Linked DNA regions of Sus scrofa: all the other regions are linked to region 1. A link is a contact called in public HiChIP or PLAC-seq and promoter capture Hi-C data. All regions are on one chromosome and are shown on one strand. The core of a region is the stretch at or near the end of the contact, and the rest is flanking DNA. Distances in the headings are between cores, read along the strand shown.

What was found. Promoter capture Hi-C pulls out the DNA fragments that hold promoters and counts their contacts. HiChIP or PLAC-seq counts read pairs in DNA pulled down with a chosen protein or histone mark.
Region 2: a promoter capture Hi-C map of fetal liver shows a contact between it and region 1, with 4 times the contacts expected there. The contact joins the promoter of DEGS1 here to the promoter of LBR in region 1. A contact is called at or near these places in 1 of 5 promoter capture datasets (fetal liver), 1 of 47 Hi-C or Micro-C datasets (liver) and 1 of 2 datasets of contacts at active chromatin or transcription factors (alveolar macrophages).
Region 3: a contact with region 1 is called in a promoter capture Hi-C map of fetal liver, with 5 times the contacts expected there. The contact joins the promoter of CNIH3 here to the promoter of LBR in region 1. A contact is called at or near these places in 1 of 5 promoter capture datasets (fetal liver) and 1 of 2 datasets of contacts at active chromatin or transcription factors (alveolar macrophages).
Region 4: a contact with region 1 is called in an H3K27ac HiChIP or PLAC-seq map of skeletal muscle, with 3 times the contacts expected there. The contact joins the promoter of H3F3A here to the promoter of LBR in region 1. A contact is called at or near these places in 2 of 2 datasets of contacts at active chromatin or transcription factors (alveolar macrophages and skeletal muscle).

Annotation. Positions count from the first base shown.
Region 1 is chr10:13,415,518-13,418,263 of Sscrofa11.1, reverse strand. It overlaps LBR (lamin-B receptor), which reads left to right and starts at 1,433. Exons shown (of 14, transcript XM_021064388.1): 1 at 1,433-1,613.
Region 2 is chr10:12,556,413-12,559,158 of Sscrofa11.1, reverse strand. DEGS1 (delta 4-desaturase, sphingolipid 1) reads right to left here and starts at 1,394. Exons shown (of 3, transcript NM_001244121.1): 1 at 1,206-1,394. The coding sequence starts at 1,287. LOC110255640 (a long non-coding RNA gene) reads left to right here and starts at 1,494. Exons shown (of 3, transcript XR_002336219.1): 1 at 1,494-1,577.
Region 3 is chr10:12,754,945-12,757,690 of Sscrofa11.1, reverse strand. It overlaps CNIH3 (protein cornichon homolog 3), which reads right to left and starts at 1,425. Exons shown (of 10, transcript XM_021064387.1): 1 at 1,340-1,425; 2 at 908-984. The coding sequence starts at 945. WDR26 (WD repeat-containing protein 26) reads left to right here and starts at 978. Exons shown (of 14, transcript XM_005667934.3): 1 at 978-2,071. The coding sequence starts at 1,653.
Region 4 is chr10:13,938,557-13,941,302 of Sscrofa11.1, reverse strand. It overlaps H3F3A (H3 histone, family 3A), which reads right to left and starts at 1,365. Exons shown (of 4, transcript NM_213930.1): 1 at 1,330-1,365.

The sequences.
Region 1 (2,746 bases), core at 184-2,683:
TTGATGATGCCATTCTGGCAGGGGGAAGGTGGTACCTCATCGTGGTTTTGATTTGCTTTTCTCTAACAGGGCTAATATTATCTTACCTTAAGGGTTAAGGCCACTCACTCAAGTTTAGGGCTTTGCCAAAAATTGCAAAGATTTTCTGACTTTGAAGTGCAGTGTACATGTCTGTAGCTCAGATTTCCATGGCAAATTTTATGACAGTGACAGTTCAATGTCAGAAATTGTTCTCAGGAAAGACTCTGATGAACTCATTCACGTTGGATGTGAATGATGGAGAAATCTCAATGTATTATCTTTTTTTTCTTTCTTTCTGTAGTAGTAAACCTGGGTGTTTTGACGTTATAACCATGAGAAATGAGAGCCCTTACGCATGAAGCTGGGCCATAAATGGTAAAGCCTATTTATCATTATAATTTAAAGGATAGTTCTTCAAAAATTCACTTAAATTTACCTAGTAAGTTAGATTAACCTAGTAGTTGGGCTAAGAATTACTTTGATTAAAACCACACTGCAAAATGGGGAACCTCAATGGACTGCTTTAAACTCCTGACCTCAAAGGAAGGAAACCAACTAACCAATAATGATAAGTTGGAGAGAGAAAAAAACAAAGTTTAGGATCCATAACAGATTCGGAGGTAACAATATAATGATTCAGCATCTTGGAGGCCGCGTAGAACCAGGCTTGTGGGATGTAGGTCAAGAGGGTATCTCAGTGCGTGAGGCACAGAATTTTCTGTTCCAGGCTGCACGTTGAATATTTTCTACCGTATCTCTGCAGGACCTCCCCTTACTGTCGAAACTCCTTCTCAAGGCAGTCTTCCTAGGAACGCTGTGAGTTGTAGGGAACACCTGGACATTCTTTACCAACCCCTCTTCCACCCACTGACCCCACGGCCCCCATGCACCGTCCAGATCAGTGTCTGCCCAGAGGCAGCCATCATCAAGACAAAGGAGCCCCAGATCGCCTTCCGAGACACTACTTGCCAGGAAGTTTCTGGAGTGCTTTTTTTTTGAATACTAATAGTGTTTTAGCAAGATGTACTTTCGGTCTCAGTCAGTTGATTTTAGTAATCACTATGCAAATTTATTTTCTTTATAGCTTTTTATTATCTCTTTCGCCAAGCCACCTCGCACACCAATATCCCTGCTGAGCATCGCCAGGCAACTGGGGCAAGTGCGGGGAGGAAAAGGGCGGGGAGCGCCAGCGGTCCGCGGGCTGCAAAATTGTCTGGGCGATGGAGATAAGGCCCGGAAAATACAGTCTTTGGGCCGCATCAGAAGCGGACCCTCCTGGCCGAGCTCCCCGCATCACTGGCCTTGCCGAGGGGCGGGGCGGGGCGGGGCGGGGCAGACGCGCCACACCATACGACCAATCGGTAGCACTGGGCGCGATTCAAAAGGCCAAGGGGCCAATAGGAGCTTGGGGAGGCCCGGATGGAGGGGCGGGGCGAAGAGAGGGCCGGGCCGGGAAGGCGCGCGCCCGGGCCGCGGGACCGCGGGGCGCGAGAGCGCGAGAGAGGGCAGTGTCGCGCGCGCGGAACCGCCGCCAGGTTGCTGCTCCGCAATTCTCCCGGAGCCGTTCGTGTTCTCGCCGGAGCCTGGAGCAGGTGAGCGCCGGGAACCCAATCCCGCTTCCCGCGGGGCGGTCTCCCAGGGGCCGGGCGGAGGCCAACGGGGCGGGCGCGGCTGGTGGGCCGGGGTACCTGGACACCCGGCCTGGCCCCGCGGCCTCGCCCTCCCCTTCTCCGGGTCCGTCCCGGCCGCTGCTGGCGAGGCTAGTGCTGCGCCCGGCCGGGCCAGCTGCGGAAATGGAGCTGCGGTTTTAAATTGCCGACGTTTCCCTCCATTTTGGACGCGCCGCGTCGGTGTAAACTGATGTTGACTGGGGAGGATGTGTGGGTGGGGGACCCTCCCCGGCCTCTTTGTCCCCGCCCTGCAGCGCCCGCCCTCCCAAGCCCGCTCCGAGCGCCTTTTTTGACAGATGAGGGGGTGGCTTAGTGGGCCCAGCTGGTGGGGAGGCAGAGAAAGGCGCGGCAGCCTGGCGGACAGGGAAGTGGGGTTGCAAAGCTGACTTGAATGCGCGCTGGTTGTCACTGGCCTTGAGGGTCGTGGCTCTCGGTTTGGTGACTCTGCAGTGCTGGCTGCGTGTGTTGCATTCCCTCGCCGGGTGTTTCCGCACGCTCGAAAGCCGAATCGTTAGGCAGGTTTGCGGGCTTCTGCTAAAGCTCGATCTTATTTTTCCCACCTTTTTTAAGGCCTAAGAAGAAATTCTTCGTAGTGATACCTTCCGTCATTCGCAAGGGACACATAGTAAGCACTTGATTGCGGAGGGCCTGGTTCCAGGCGGTTCACCAAAATGACTGCGCGGAGTGTCGCTGGGGATCCTCAGAACGACCCAGTAGATACTTTGGACAGCGATGCAAGGGTTCAGACGGGAGCGAGGGCTCCGCTGCCCGGTGCCGGGCATGCACCTGGCCAGAGCTCAGCTAGACCCACATTCCTGATCCCAGCCCTCAGGGACCTTGCAAATAAACACGTGCCAATCTGTAATTACACTTGTAGCAACTGCTCTGGAGGAAAGGATGGGGTGTGTGTGTGTGCGCGCGCGCGCGGGCGTGCGGCCGCTAATTTAGACTGGGAAGCAAGTCCAGTTTAAGTTCAGTTTCTGAGAGCTGTTAAGGGAGGAGGGAAAAGTGAGCAGAGGGGAGTTATCGGGACCTTCAGTTCTTTACATTTCTTA
Region 2 (2,746 bases), core at 145-2,644, 860 kb after region 1:
CCACCCTTAGATACCCCAGAAAAAAAAATCAGGGGCTCGCTTTTTCTTTTCACTGCACAAATGGAGAAGAAAAACTAGGGGAATACTGTGTATGAGAAAGAGTTCCTCCTATTCAACTTGCCACCCACTACTCTCCTGATTTTTGAAACAACAGCCAAGAGGTTAAAAGCATCTGCTTTGGACGCAATCTAACCCACATCAGAATTCCCTCTAACATTTACTTATTCGCCCTTACCTCATCTTTGAAATAGGGAGAATCCTCCTCATTGGGAGGATTAAATTGGGTAATGTTTGTAAAGCACTCAACACAATGCCTACCATATCATTAAAAGTACCCTGGGAGAAAGGAGAGAATTCTCTGTGCAGTACAGAAGCTGCAAATAGCTGAGCGCCTTACACCTCTAGAGGCCTAGTTAACCTGATGTAAAGGCCCTAAGTTAGCAGTTAGGGGTCGAGAAGGCTAATCTTGGCAAGTCTTCCATACTTCAGACTTTCATCTACAGAACTGGGATGGATGAAAAAATATATATGAAACTGCCCTTTTTGCACCCCTTCTTGCTGTGAGGATGAGAGCGGCCTGATCATAGCAGGACCCAGATCCTGGAACGCTCACCGCGGGGTCACACCAGTCGGGTACCACCCGACCCCTCCCCGGGCCCAAGACCGCAAGCAGCTCTTGCCAGGATCGCCTGTCCGCGTCTTGCCAACGTCAGCGCGCCCAGCGCGTGGGCCCCAAGATGCTGGCGGGCCACGCCCTGCCTGGCGCAAGCTCGCTGGCTGGCTTCGGCCAGGCCGGGTCGGCAGAGGTGGAGGAGGGTGAGGAGGGAGAGGAAACGGCACCCACCAGCGGCATAGGAATCAAGGCGCTCGGGGGACCCGGCTCTAAGCAAACCCAGGTCGGGACCGGACGCCCGCGCTCGAGGGCGCGCCTGAGCTCTCCGCCGAAGGGCCGGGGACGCGCGGGGCTCCTTCCCTCCCGCCCCGGGCCCGAGCCCGAGCCCGAGCCCGAGCCCGGGAGCTCGGGCCTGAGCCTACCCTGGCCTTTCCCGCGCCGCGGCGCGGCCAACCTGCCCGGGCGGCGGCTGGACGCGGCAGGAGCCGGCTCTTAACGGGCCTCGGGCGTTCAGGGGCTGCTCACGGAGGGCGCGTCCTGGAGGCGGGAGGCCGCGCGCGCGCACATAACGGGGCGCAGGCCCAGACCTCACCCAGGATCTCCTGGCGCCGACTGGCGTGGGGCTGGTCAGTGTAGACCCACTCGAAGTCTTCCCGCGCAACTCGGTTCCCCATGGCGGCGACGGAGGCGGCGGCGGCTCGCGAGCCTGCTCCCCGCTCTCGATCTCCGAGGTGAAGGCGAAAGCGGCGACGGCAGCGGCGGCAGCTCCCGACTCGTGTCAGCCGGCGGAGGGCGGAGCCACGGAGGAGAAGGAGGCCGGGGCGGAGTCCAGAGGCCCCGCCCCCGCCCCACGCCCCCAGGGGGAGCGCGGCGGGGCGGGCGAAGCCCACGCAGAGTGTTCCTGCGAGTCCCGGTTCCCTGCGGCCTATCCTGCCAGGTGCCGGTGCCCGAGCCCGGGGAAAAGGTGAAAAAGGTCTTAAGTTACAGATTGCGCTTTAACGCCTCCGGGGAAGGCCGGAGCTCCATCACGAGGATCCTTGGTCATTAATGAATGGCATCTAGCCCAAGTTTTGTTTATTTTTGGCCGCCTACTGGAAATAATACCTCACGGGGAAAAATGCGGAGTGTGTGGCTATTAAAAGCTAATAAAGAGAAAGGAAATCACTGCTGTTGAGAGTGAAAAATGAGGAGGAATTTGTTTCGCCTGAATTATTCTATTGCTCTTACAAGGTGATTGCTCAACCTTACATCTGTCACAGAAGCGGTCCGAACCACCACCTCTTCCTGAAGGAGGGGACGTTTTGTTTCAAAATAAGTTACCACTTCTCCATTAAAAAAGAAACTTTGACTAAGATGACAAAAAGGACGATAACCAACAGAGTGTGCCGCAGAGTAAGCGAACGGCACGAACCCGCAAGCCCCGAGATACAACTGTAATGAGTAGAAAATGGAACAGAGGAGAATGTTATGCTACACCACAGCTATGGAATCGCAAGACCTTAAATATGGGACAACGTACTGGGTACTTTAATAAGTAAAATGCAAAAGAAACAAGGAAAAGAGGAAATTGCAATGTATTGGTTTTTCGTTCTTGTTTTTGTTTTTTTGCCTCTGTCAGTGGAAGTTACCCGGCCAGGGTTGGAACCCGCACCACAGCTGTAACCAGAGTCACAGCAGTGACCATCCTGGACCGCTGAGCCACGAGGGAACACCTATTGATCTTATTTAGATTGTGATTCAAATTGTCAAGTTTTTTTGTTTTGTTTTGGGTTTCGGTTTTTTTTTTTTTTTTTTTTTTTTTTTTTTTGTCCTTTTGCCTTTTCTAGGGCCGCTCCCACAACATATGGAGGTTCCCAGGCTAGGGGTCTAATCCGAGCTGTAGCCACCGGCCTTCACCACAGCCACAGCAATGCCAGATCCAAGCTGCATTTTCAACTTACACCACAGCTCACAGCAACGCTGGATCCTTAACCCACTGAGCAAGGCCAGGGATCAAACCTGCAACCTCATGGTTCCTAGTCAGACTCGTTAACCACTGCACCACGACGGGAACGCCATGATATATTCTTTTGAGGAAGATTTCCTTTCCTCAATGTTATGTTTTTGAGATCTGTGCCTGTTGATGCTTGTGTC
Region 3 (2,746 bases), core at 176-2,675, 660 kb after region 1:
TAGATAATGTAGACTCTTCACCAATAATCAAGATTCAGCCCAGCTCTTTGCCGCTGCATTTCTACATCCAGAGAAATGGGTAAGTGACAGGGACACTGAAGCCTCCTATTTCACCTAAACATTTCGAGCCTGCATCTCAAGCCCCCTTAAGATGCCTGCTTTGGACGCAACTGCTTGGTCTCTATTATTGCTGCCTAAACCGGGCAGTGACTCAAGAGGCAACTGGAAAGGAGAAGGAGGTGCTGGGCACGAGCTAAAAACGAGTGCAAGGCCCTCGGCACAGTCCCTCCCCGCCTCTCTACACCCACAGCCGTTTTGTGACTCCTGGTCTCCATCACACACAGCTTTTATCCATTTTTCCACCTTCCCGGGGTGGAGCACAGAGTCTCGTAGGCTCGTCATCTCAAACCTCCCGAGACGGCCCGGGCGCAAGCATTTGGGCCGTGGAAATTCCAGTTTTCCACACCGAAATGAAGAGCTGGCCAGTCCTGGTTACCATTAAGTGAGTCGACAGGGGCTGCCGCAGCCCTGTGCCTGGAAGTTCTCGTGACAAAACCGCACCACCTGCTCGCCCCCGGTCTTCGGCCGGGGATGGAGAATCTGCAGTCCCTCCGCACACCTGACGTTTCTAGGTCACTCCAGGGCACACACGCACACTCTCGCACACGCGGCCCTGCTGTGCACGCCCGGCCTCGGACGGCGGTTACCAACTTACTCCCGGCCCGGGCAGCCCCGCCAGGGCGCCGGGGGCAAGGCCGGCAGGCCAGGCCAGGCCCGGGCCCCGGGGCAGGGCGGGTCGGGGTCCGGGTCGGGGTCGGCCCCCGCCGGCCCGCCGGCCTCCCTCCCCTCCCGCCCCGCCGGCCCCCGGCGCACGTGCCGGGTGACAGGCCCCCTATAGGTTCCATACCTGCCACCGGAAGTGAGTGAGGAGGGCAGTATAGGCATTTCCTGTGACGCGAGCGCCTGGACTCCATTAGGCAGCAGCTGGGGGAAGAATCAACACACCAGGGAGCAGAGCGGAGCGGACCCGAGGACAGAGGCGGCAGCTGCCTCCGCTGCCGCCCGCCGCCGCCGCCGCCACCGCCGGGGCTCAGCCCAGCGGCGGGCCCCGCGCCCCCGCAGCCGCCCCGCGGCGCCCCCCGGCCCGACCCCCGGGCCGCGCACCCCGAGCTGCCTCCGGGAGGGGGGGGGAAAGGGCCCGGATCCTCCTTCTCCCCCTCCTCCTCCCCCTCCTCTCACCCCTTACCCTGACCCCCTCCCCGCCTCCCGGCCCCCCTCACCCCGACCCTCTCCCCGGCCCCCGCCTCCCCTCCCCCTCCTCGCCCCACCGGCTTCCCACCACGGCCTCTCTCGGCGAGGAAACTCTGGCCTCCGCTTCCTCCTCCTCCGACTCGGACACCGGCGGAGCCTCCCCGCCCCCGCGGAAGAAACCCCGAGCCTCGGCGGCGGAGGGAGCAGGAGAGCCCGGGGCCTCGGCAGGCAGAGCAGGCCTCTCCCCTCCGTCCTCGTCGTCCTCGTCCTCGTCGTCGTCGTCCTCCTCCTCCTCCTCCTCCGTGGTGGTAGTGGTGGGCCTCCCCCCGGCTGCTGCCCCTTCCGCCGCCGCTGCCGTCGCCCACCGGAGTAGCGGCCACAGCCTGGTCAGCGGCAGCATCATGCAGGCCAACGGGGCAGGAGGAGGAGGAGGAGGCGGCGGCGGCGGCGTCGGAGGAGGGGGCGGCGGGGGCCAGGGACAGACCCAGGAACTCGCCTGCCTGTCGGCCCAGAACGGGGAATCGTCCCCCTCGTCGTCGTCGTCCGCGGGGGACCTGGCCCACGCCAATGGGCTCCTGCCTTCCGCCCCCTCCGCCGCCAGCAACAATAGCAACAGCCTGAATGTCAATAACGGGGTCCCCGGCGGGGCCGCCGCCGCAGCCTCCGCCACCGTCGCAGCTGCCGCTGCCACCACCGCCGCCTCCTCTTCGCTGGCCACCCCAGAACTGGGCAGCAGCCTCAAGAAGAAGAAGCGGCTCTCCCAGTCAGATGAGGATGTCATTAGGCTAATAGGACAGCACTTGAATGGCTTAGGGCTCAAGTAAGTATCCCTTACAGGCCGCCGGTGTGGACGGACCGAGGGACGGAAGCTGGCGGGGAGGGGGTGCTGGAAAGAGCTCAGGCAACGGGAGAATTACTGCTGGGCACGCAGGGCCCAGGACACAGGAGGACGCAGCTCAGACGGGCTGACCGGGGAGGAGGAGCCGACCTGAAGGGAAATAAGAGAAAATCAATCAGCCTGACAAATTGCGAGAGGAGACAGGCAGTTGGGGGTTGGGGGGCGTAGAAACCCAAAGATTCACCCCTCCCTGCACACCTTCAGCGCTTAATTGTCTGTCAATAAAGACAGATGCGGGAGTGTGTCTCTGTATGTGTTGGGGGAGGGGTGGATTAGAGCTGGTGGAAATAATGAACCTTGGAGGATTTGTTTTTCAAGTATATCTCAGAGGCATCTTTGTGGGACACCTCCCCACCCCTAACCGTGACAGACTACCCAGGCCAACTACCAATCAGGAAAGACAATCACTTACAAGTGTTTATGGGAACTGAGGGGCTGGGATAATTTGGAAGGAGACTGCTGAATAAATCTAATGGGAATAATGAAGAAAGATACCATGTTGATGTCATTTAAAGGCCCGTGTGTGTGTGTGTGTGTGTGTGTGTGTGTATACGTGGGTACACAGGAGGCCTACCGCGAACTTGTCTGAGATCCCAG
Region 4 (2,746 bases), core at 116-2,615, 520 kb before region 1:
TTAGCATTAACACCAGTCACCTCTCAAAATGCTAAATCTGAGCGATAAATGGCAAAACAAAAAGACCCCTATCTGCCTTCGCTTCAATTTCTTTAATTAAAGTAGAAATTAGAAATGTCTGTAAACATCCGATCAACGAATAAGTCAAAATAATGAAGCCACAAACCACAGAAAGGTCGCGTCAAATTACAGCAAAAAAGGTTTTAGCCCCCCCCGCGCTGCCCCCCCCTTTACGTCTGGCAGTTGATAGACTGCTGTAAATATCAGAAAACATTCCTGATTTTGCATCTCTACAGTTCTGTTGACAAAAAGGCGTCTCCAAAAACAAGAGGGGAACAACAGCTACCACCAAGCGAGCATTCTACAAAGCCCCGTCCTCGCCGTCCAGTCCTCCGAGGCTTCGCAATGAAATAAAAACAAGTGCCCCGCACCCAGGCTTTAATTAACGCACGAGAGCGACCGACCGGTCCACCCCAAGCACGACATAAACTTTTGGTTTCGCCTCCACCGGCCCCTCGGCACAGGGTCCCCCAGCCTGCCCGTCTCGCTCCCAGCGTCTCGCGCAGCCAAACTGAGCTCCCAGACCCGAACAAAATGGAAACAATCGCAAAACGTATCCGATTCCCTACCAAAGAGACAAAACACCAAAACGCTTGAAAATACCCCGATCCCCTGCCACGTGCCGCCCTCCAAAATGCAAAAGTTTTTTTTTTTTGCATTTCAAATGCATCAAGTTTCCGCTTCTCTAAAAAAGGAGAAAAACATGTTTCTCTTTTAAAAATTGTCCTCCTTTTTTGAAATGGGGAAGAGAGAAACGGGGGAAAAAATATGGTCGGTGACCAGAGAAGAGAGACAAGATGGTGAAGCTTAGCAACAACTGTGGGGAGGCAGCAAAAAGCGAGTTACCCCAGGGTGGGAAGCAGCGGCAATTTCCACCCTTTTCCCGCCCGAAAACTGGGGGCCGGGGCCCGGGGGCTGTAGTTAAGAGGCCCGCGCGGGTCATGGTGAAGGTCTGGGGTCCCGGGAAGGGGCGCCGGGCGGGATTTCACCGAAGAAAGAGGAGCCAGGGGCGCGGGGAGGAGGGAGAGCAGGCTCGGCGACGCGGCGGTTGCTGCTGTTGGGCTGAGGCGGCGAGAGACGGGGGAGCCGCCGGAGCCGCCGCCGCCTGAGGGGAGAGGGAAACTCGCTCCTCTCCATTTCTGGGCCAAAAAGTTTGTGGGCCAAGCAGGAGGGACCGTGGGGCCCCCCTTCCGCACCGCCGGGGCCCGGCCCGGGGCTGACGGCAAGCGGGGCTCGGTTCCGGGGAAGCGGGCAAACGGGGAAACTTACCCCCCTTCTCCTTCGGCTGGAGCTCGGCGAGCTAGAGGCGGCGCTGGCGTTGGCGAGCGACGGCGGCGCGGCGGCGGCTGCGAACACAATTGAAAGATGGCTGACACCGAGGCTATCCCCCAACACACGCCGCCCCGCCCCCGCGCCGCGCGCCAACCAATCACACACAATGGAGGGAAGGCTCGGCCCCGCCCCCCGCCCCTTGCTCGCGCCCCGCCCCCGCCCCTCCCCCCGCGCTCCCGTTCGCTGGCGCGCGCTCGCCCCTCCCCCGCGCGCCGCCCGCTCCCTCCTCCCGGCAGCCTCGCGCCGTGTGTGTACAAACACAAAAGACACGCCGAAGGGCCGTCGCTCCCGCCGAGACGGCTGCCCGCCCGCCCCAGTTTTGACTCCCGCTCCCCTGCTCCGCACTCCCACCCCGCTCCGTGCGCACACGTCATCGAACTCTGGAAGCCCGGGTTTGGGGCGCCGAGGGGAAGTGAGGGGGTGGGGCGGGCCGGCCGAGGCTCGGCGGGTGAACGCCCGACCTGCGGGCGTCTCGGGCCGCAGCGGGGAGGGCGAAGGAGGGGGCGCCCCGCTCCGGCGCGGGCCCCGGCGCGCGTCCCCGAGGCACCCCGGGCGGCGTGGGGGCGGGGAGGAGGCCACGGCGGGCCGGGTCGCCGCGGCCCAGTTGAAAACACTACCCAAAAGGAAGCTTGCAAATAGAAGCCTCCCGTCTTGCGCCCACTTTCGGAGGGGGCGGCTCTAGCGGCTGGCAGGGCTGTGGGCCGGCCGTCTTCGTGCCCTCGCTTCGGGCCAGGTGCCGCTGGCTCGCCCTCAGACAACTTTATTCACTCAAGACACTGGCCCGGGGACGGAGGCGGGCCCCGCGGTGCGGGCTGCGGGCTGCGCGCACGGGCTCTGCCACCTAGGACGCCCGACTCTTCGCAGGTAGCATCTCGGAGGGGACGGGGCTCGCCTCCTTCCTGGGCCGGGATGCCTGATGCAAGATGGCTGTATTTTGTAAGCCTCTAAAACAATGTATGGAATACACAGCTAACTGCACCAGGGCCTGACTCCGGTTCTGGCCGAGTGTCCTACTAGCCTGTTGGGCCTTTTAACGATGAAATGTTAGGTAGAATTGCCAAATCAAACATTGTCAGCGGCTTCTGCATAGTTTACATGCGGTAGAAAACCGGCAGAAATAAGGAAAACGTGGTTTGGGGATGATTATATTTTTCCATTCTCAGTAGCGTAGGAAACAGACTTACCGTTTCAAGTTATCCATGTTGTTAGTTCATTGGACTCAGAATATCTGCACGGTCCCTAGTTGGTATTGACAACACTTTGCAACTATGTGTGAAGGTTTTCAATAGAAGTGTCATGCTGACATCCCATAGGATAGTGAAAGATAAATTTCATAGATGGAGGGCATTAACTA